2 separate regions of the Zea mays genome follow, and region 1 is linked to region 2. A link is a contact called in public Hi-C data. All regions are on one chromosome and are shown on one strand. Each heading gives the region's core, a stretch centred on a gene start, on an enhancer-like site or on the middle of the called end of the contact. The rest is flanking DNA. Distances are from core to core; before and after follow the strand shown. Region 1 holds the start of LOC100192700 (peroxisomal membrane protein PEX11-1). Region 2 holds the start of LOC103629406 (probable receptor-like protein kinase At2g21480).

Region 1 (3,344 bases), core at 617-3,116, 210 kb before region 2:
CCATAGTGGGATGGTTTATCAATTATTATGATGATGATTACATATATTAGTCTAGTCTGCCATACAAGGGGATGTGGCAACCAAATCAAACCTATCCGGGGGGGATTATTTTCCTGGTAAACAGTGCTTGGAGTGGGAGTCCTCACTTGCTCTGCTTTGCTGGTGGGCTTGGAAGCAGCTGCCAAGGCGACAAAAGGCATGAGACCCCACAAACCCAGGACGACAACCGGTTGCACCAACATGCCTACCTGGTAGCAAGCGATGAGGGAGCTGGCGAAGCCAAACGCGCCCGTGACGCGGGGGGTCACCTTCTTCGGGGCCAGCTGCAGGAGCCCCACGGCCACCACGATGTCCAGGCTCGACTTGACGAGCGCCAGCAGCCGCTCGTTCGACTTGTGCAGCTTCATGCGGTACTGCTCGTTCTGGCACACGGATCACACTCAGATACACAGAGAGATGCAAATGCAAGCGCCAGGGAGGAGAGAGACGTGGGGGGAGCGGTTTCGTTTCCGTCGAGGTGTACCTTGTACAGCTCTTGGTGCTTCAGCTCCTTCTCCAGCTTCTTCATCGACGTGGACAGCCGTTGCAGCTCGGCTAGCTACACGGCTTGGAGCATGAATCAGGTGCGGAAACACGAGATAATACGGCACTCGAGACAGAGACGCACGCACGCACCTCGATGATGGCCGTGCAGGTGTTGGAGCCGAGGAAGCAGTAGAACGCTATCCTCCCGAGAAACTCCGCCCGCTCCTTGTTCTGCATCGTGTAAAACAGTAAAAGCATGGTCCGGTTAATTAGTTAGTTCATCGTCGTGGAGTAAAGCCGGCATCGGCTTCCACAAAGGTGATTTCTCTGAGAACCTTGTATATTCCTGTCCTCCCCGCCCACACGATCTGGTCCAGGAAGAGGAAAGTCGACAGCATCGCGTTCTTGGACTGCAACGCGAACGCGCGCGCAGGGGCAACAAAACCAATCAGAGAAGCCCAGAACAAAAAACCATCCTCTCAAGTTTCCCGTGCGTTCAGCGGCGCGTACCTTCCCGAGTAGGATCAGCGGGAGCGGAGTCCCCTTGGCAGGAGGGCTGATCAAAGCGTGCAGGTCGTTGACGAACTGTAAAACGAGGACAGGCTCTGAGTCCTAACGAAACCACACCATGATGCGAGAGCAAAGCAGCAGCAGCAGCAGCAGCACCTTACAGAGCCGGAACACTTTCCGGGCCAGGCTGGTGGACTTGTCGACGTTCTGCGCAGGCCCTGGCTCCCCGTTGCTGATGAACTTGGACCCGTACTGGATCGCTCGGCAGATCTTGTCCCGCGCCTCGGCCTTGTTCAGGTACAGAATCAGCAGGGCGAGGTCTCCTCGCACGGCGTCCAGAGAAGCCATAGGTACTGTATTATCTTTTCAGTAATAACTGCATAATACGGTTGCGAAGCAGCGTGTAAGTTCTCTCGATTCCATTTCCATGGGGTGCAGTTCCGCCTGCGCCACCAGACTCAACCGTCAGAGCCGGACCCAGCCCCGCGGGCGGTAGAAAAGCGGCGGCGGATGCGGGTGAGCGCCGCGCCGCGCCGCGCCGGCGGAGTCCCCGTCTGGAAACCAACCGTGGAAGACAACCAGATCGACAGCGCCGGCCGGCGGCGAGGTACACAGATCCCCTCTAACGGCACCGAATCGGACCAGCTCAGGAAGGTTTCGGGCGCAAAAAAGGATCTCTAGGTTTTGGGCGCCACGCATGAGGAATCGGGGGACAAACACTACTCTCTCGATATATATCAAATCCCCCCAATCCCCCTCCCCGGAAATTCGACCGGCCGAGAGGGGGCGCTTGGGGGAGGACGGAGGAGGAGCCAACAGAAGGTGCGTGAGAAAGAGGCACTCACCTGAGCCTCCGAATCCGACGGACGACCTCGCCGCGGCTGCTGTGGCCCTGCGGGCGACGGATCAATCAGTTTGATTGGGACAGAGATGGGCACGAGGACGAGGACACCACGCCAAGGACGTCTCTTTTTTTATTCTCTCTCCTCTTTATAAATAATGGAGGCCGTATCCTATTACTATACACCAGGCGGCAGCCTATTTTCATCAGCTTTCTTTATCTCCTTCCCATCACACTTTCTGTTTTCGACACTTTCTGTTTTTCAGCGAACAACGCTATGTACCGGCCATATGCATGTCCATTTTAAATGCCTTTTAATTTCTAAATTATCAAATATAAGGATTAAAATAGAGATAATCTCTCTTTTAACCGTGTTCTATTATTTAGATGTTATGTAATTTACAACATAAAATGGAGAGACTAAAAATTAACCCATATAAACTAAACACTCTCTAATTCTTTAGACAGCCGTGTAGTTAAACGATGATCAGAAATCACATGTTTAAAAATGCGTATATTAGATGGTTTAATTGAGGAGGCAGTCTTCTCTCTAAGGGGGTGTTTGGTTTCTAGGGACTAATGTTTAGTCCCTCCATTTTATTCCATTTTAGTCCCTAAATTACTAAATATAGAAACTAAAACTCTATTTTAGTTTCCCTATTTAACAATTTATGAACTGAAATGGAATAAAGTGGAGGGACTAAAGTTTAGTCCCTATAAACCAAACACCCCCTAAGTTACGCCCATTCTAGATGGGCCCCACTATAGATAGGGCTTCCTTGTGGGATTGTGCAACCTGAACCTGGACACCTTGTCGGTGTGGATTTGAAATTTGATTGTGTGTGCCACTGCCTTCCGTGCACAATCTGTTACGCACACCAGGCTAAAATAAAATTTTGCTAATATTTATCTTGAATATGTTATGTATTTCTTTTAAAATTGGATATTTTTCTTTATATTTTTGATAGAGTGTGCACCAGTGTACTTTTTGAGCTGGCTTCGCTCCTGGCTGCCTTGTTCAATACTGTAGAGAGAGAGAAAAAGGAGGAGAAGAAGAAAAAGCTAGCAGTAAAAAACTTGGCGGTAAAATTTGGGTTCCAAATAAACGAGGACGAGACGGGAGAGTAACGTTTCCGCACACTGTACAATGGCGTCACAAGCGATTTGTTTGCTTCTCGCGGCGACCTTGCGAGCTCCGATGGAACGGATACCGTCTCTCATTTCCCTACCTCATCTGCTGCTGGCGGGGGCCCTCCCGAAACGGAACGGAAACGGCCGCCTTGTTTTGTTTCTCTACCGGGCACCGCCCGCCTCGATCGGTTCACGTTCAACTTGTATCTACGCATCTAGTTCAGCATTTTTTTACAGTTGTGTTTGTACCCCTGCTTTATGACTTAACTGTATATTTACCTTCACATTTTTACACTTTGTATCAATGCCACTGATAAGTTGACATGTGTCCTTAGAA
Region 2 (3,729 bases), core at 654-3,153:
CTGCTGTGGATTTGGTAAGCCGACTGGAGATGATTCTTAGAGGCAAAGTATCGAATATTGGTGCTCCTATTGCATATTCTGCCTGGAATCTGCCACCTTCCAAGACTTTTTTCAATTTTGTGTCCAATCCTCCTGCTAGTGACAGTGGCTTGGGTCTTAGAGTGCGACCCTCTCCCGAAGAAGTTGAGGCTCTGGTTGCTTCACTTGGTGATCTCCCCAATGATGAGAGGCAAGTTCACTTTGAGATGGCTATAAACCCAAGCGATGTAGAGATAAGCGCTATGCTGGACATGTTGAGTGAGTGTGAGAGCGTGTAAGTTGGATCTGCCTTGTAACGCCGTGTGCCCTCCCTTTTATAGCTCAAGGGGGGCACATACAAGGATACTGAGCCCCGACATGTGGGACCAGGGACAAATGGAAGGAAGCAACTAATGCCTGTAACACCAGGGCGAACTTCGAGCGCCATCACGCCCGCAACGCATACAGTATTGATATGCCGCCGCAGCTTCCATGGTACGCGCGCGTCATGATGAGTATAACGCATGCGGCAGCATGGGCTTATTGCCTGCCAACGGAATGGACAGGCACGCCGCCTGTAAGATGGCCTGGTCGCCGTCCGTTAGCGGGGTGGACAGGGCACATTTAATGCTGAGGTGGCACATCGCCCGCCAGTGGAGTGACAAGGCTCATTAAATGCTGAGGCGGCACATCACCTGCCAGTTTGACAGGCGGCGTGCCTTATCCGCAATAAATGCAGAGGACGCGCGGCTCAGAGGCCTTACGTCAGGCTCCGCCGGCTGGCTTACGTCACGGGCAGTGGACCACGTGGCAGCATCGGGTCTCCGCCTGAGCGGGGAGCAGGAGCGTACGTGGTATGGTCCGGACACGTGTCAGCTCCGAACCCCCACCTGATCTTGATTAAGGTCCGGGTATTCTTTGTCCTAGAATCCCGGGACCCTATTGTTAGTGGTCCAAACCCCACACAGGGGGGTCCGGGACCCATCCCAGGGGTCCGGTTCGTGCCTGTGGAGGTCCTAGACCTTACCCGGAGGTCCGGTCCGTATACAGGGGTCCGGTACTTTCCCATGGGGGTCCGGACCCACTGCTGATGCCTTGGAGCATATCGTCTTCTCTAGCCACGTGGCGGCCCCAGAGTCGTCCGCGTGGTGGGGTCGGGTGTTGTTTGCCACGCGACTAGAAATAGCCGCGTGGACCGCCTTCATACTGTAGTAAGGGGTACCCCTGTTTTAGGGTACCGATAGTCCCTAAAACTTCTCCCCATGCACAAGATGTTCCAAACTAAGATTGGTGCATATGATGGCAACGAGTTCTAAACGACTTTGCTTCTCATCTACGCCAGCTTCACGATGACACCACGTATCGTCTCTAGTCCTCGTCGGAACTCTGTCTCGAATTTTGAGGTCCAAACCTATAAACCATCCACCTGACGGTTTTGAGGCCCAACCCATAAACCCCCTCGTAAGTAGCATATCCCCTACGCTCTCTCCATGACTCGACACATGCCACCGCTAGTTATTGACCACCCGATCACCAAGTCCTCCGACACCTCCGCTTGATTTGATCAATCATCATTTTGACTTGGTCAACATGCTCTATTTTTTCATGTACACTGCACTTGTCGATGTTCCTAGGTGCTAGCCATATCCACTACAAGTCTTCCCGCCTCCTTGGTTCCTTGGTCTAGGCCTCGTTAACCGTCCTTTATCGTTTCCAATCTATTAGCATAAACACATCTAGCCTTCGTCAATGTCGTCGACCGTCTTCAAGCTTGATATTTGCAATGTGCTCATTTTACATGGTGATATACACAATTGGACTGTTAACTCCAAAAATATTATACTTGCTTATTACTTAGCATGTATAGGAAACATCCACATTAAAACAACTCAAACCTTTGTACAGGAAACAAATGCTTGAGAGACGTTGCCCAGAAAGAATCATGACTGAACTACATCTTTCAATGAAAACGAAATCGGTTCTGACCTGTAAAAATGAGCTGTGTGAATATGCAGTACAGCAGTAGCATGCTGTTTAGCATTTGGGCCCAAGGAAAGCGAGCAAAGCGATGCGATGCGGCGGCTCCAAGAATAGGCAGCATGCACCTGGTAGCCGTTGGCACACAGCAGGCACGCGCAGGTGAGCAGGCACGCAGCGGCAGCGGGAGGTCCGGAGAATGCGGTGGCCGGTGGAGCGCACGTCCCGGTCGCCACCACCCCAAACATAGCAGGCTGCTTAAACTTGGCGCGCGCCTGTGGCTGTGGCTGTGTCCACCACATAACCCGCCATTTCACCCTCCTCCCTCCTCCCTCTCCTCCGATTGGGCCCACTAACCAGAGAGTCGGTGAGAGGGCCCCGCCACCGGCAATAACCCACCCAACCCCAGTCAGACTCAGAGCCTGCAGCGTGTCGGCGTACCGGCCGTGCTGCTCTGCCGCCCTCCGGCGCCTGTGGCGGTGACGCGCACATACGCTGGAGTAGCTAGCTAGGCAAGCGAGCGGTGGTGGTGGTCGAGCACGTAGCACACCAGCCATGACGCGCCGCGGGACGCTCCCGCTGGCGCTGCTGCTGCTGCTGGCGGCGACAACCACCGTGTCCGGGCAGGGCCGACCCGTGACGGACAGCGGCGCGCAGACGCCGCCCACGCCATCCAGCTTCACGCCCAAGGACAACTTCCTGATCGACTGCGGCGGGACGGCGCCCCTCACCGCCGACGGCAAGTCGTACAAGACTGACGCGCAGGCCAACCACCTGCTCTCCGCCACCGACGCCATCCGCGTGGCCGCCGACGACAAGGCCGACGTGCCCTCGCCGCTGTATGCCACCGCGCGGGTGTTCAAGGAGGAGGCCGTCTACAGCTTTCCGCTCACCGTCCCAGGCTGGCACTTCATCCGCCTCTACTTCTTCCCGCTCAAGGGCGGCGACGTGGACCTCGCGTCGGTGACCTTCAGCGTCGTGACCGACGACAACGTCCTGCTCCACAGCTTCACCCCGGGGGACAAGCCCGTCATGAAGGAGTACCTGGTGAACGCCACCGAGAACCACCTCGCGCTCAAGTTCCAGCCGCTCAAGGGCTCCGCCGCCTTCGTGAACGCCATCGAGGTGGTGAACGCCCCCGACGAGCTCATCACCGACTCGGCGCTGGCCGTCGCGCCCCTGGGCGAGATTACCGGCCTCGTGCACGACGCGTACCAGGTCGTGTACCGGATCAACGTCGGTGGGCCCGCCATCGGCCCCGCCAAGGACACGCTGGGCCGGCGCTGGGAGAGCGACGCGGCGTACGTGCAGTCCAAGGAGGCGGTGAAGGACGTGTCGGTGCCCACCAGCACCATCAAGTTCCCCGACGGCACGTCCCGGCTGGTGGCGCCGGCGCTGGTGTACGCCAGCGCCGCGAAGATGGCGGACGCCGACGTGGCGAGCCCCAACTTCAACCTGACGTGGAAGGTGGACGTGGACGCGTCCTTCAGCTACCTGGTCCGCCTCTTCTTCGCCGACATCGTGAGCAAGGCCACCAACGACCTCTACTTCGACGTGTACCTCAGCGGGCGCAAGGCCGTGTCCGGGCTGGACCTGTCGACGGTGGCCGGCGGCGAGCTGGCGGCGCCCTACTACAAGGACTTCGTGGTGAACTCGTCGGCGCTGGCGGGGGCGGACGGCAAGCTGAGCGTCCAGGTCGGGCCCATGGGGCAGGACACGGGGCGGGTGGACGCG

Evidence for each region. A called contact is a pair of places that touch in the nucleus more often than the background predicts.
Region 1: a Hi-C map of leaf shows a contact between it and region 2, with 5 times the contacts expected there. The contact joins the promoter of LOC100192700 here to the promoter of LOC103629406 in region 2. A contact is called at or near these places in 4 of 25 Hi-C or Micro-C datasets (ear, leaf and tassel).

The regions. Positions count from the first base shown.
Region 1 is chr6:71,845,075-71,848,418 of Zm-B73-REFERENCE-NAM-5.0, reverse strand. LOC100192700 (peroxisomal membrane protein PEX11-1) reads right to left here and starts at 1,866. Exons shown (of 7, transcript NM_001137903.1): 1 at 1,192-1,866; 2 at 1,036-1,110; 3 at 861-935; 4 at 676-756; 5 at 524-598; 6 at 249-422; 7 at 1-178. The coding sequence starts at 1,383. The coding sequence ends at 143.
Region 2 is chr6:71,638,611-71,642,339 of Zm-B73-REFERENCE-NAM-5.0, reverse strand. It overlaps LOC103629406 (probable receptor-like protein kinase At2g21480), which reads left to right and starts at 1,903. Exons shown (of 1, transcript XM_008650542.3): 1 at 1,903-3,729. The coding sequence starts at 2,551.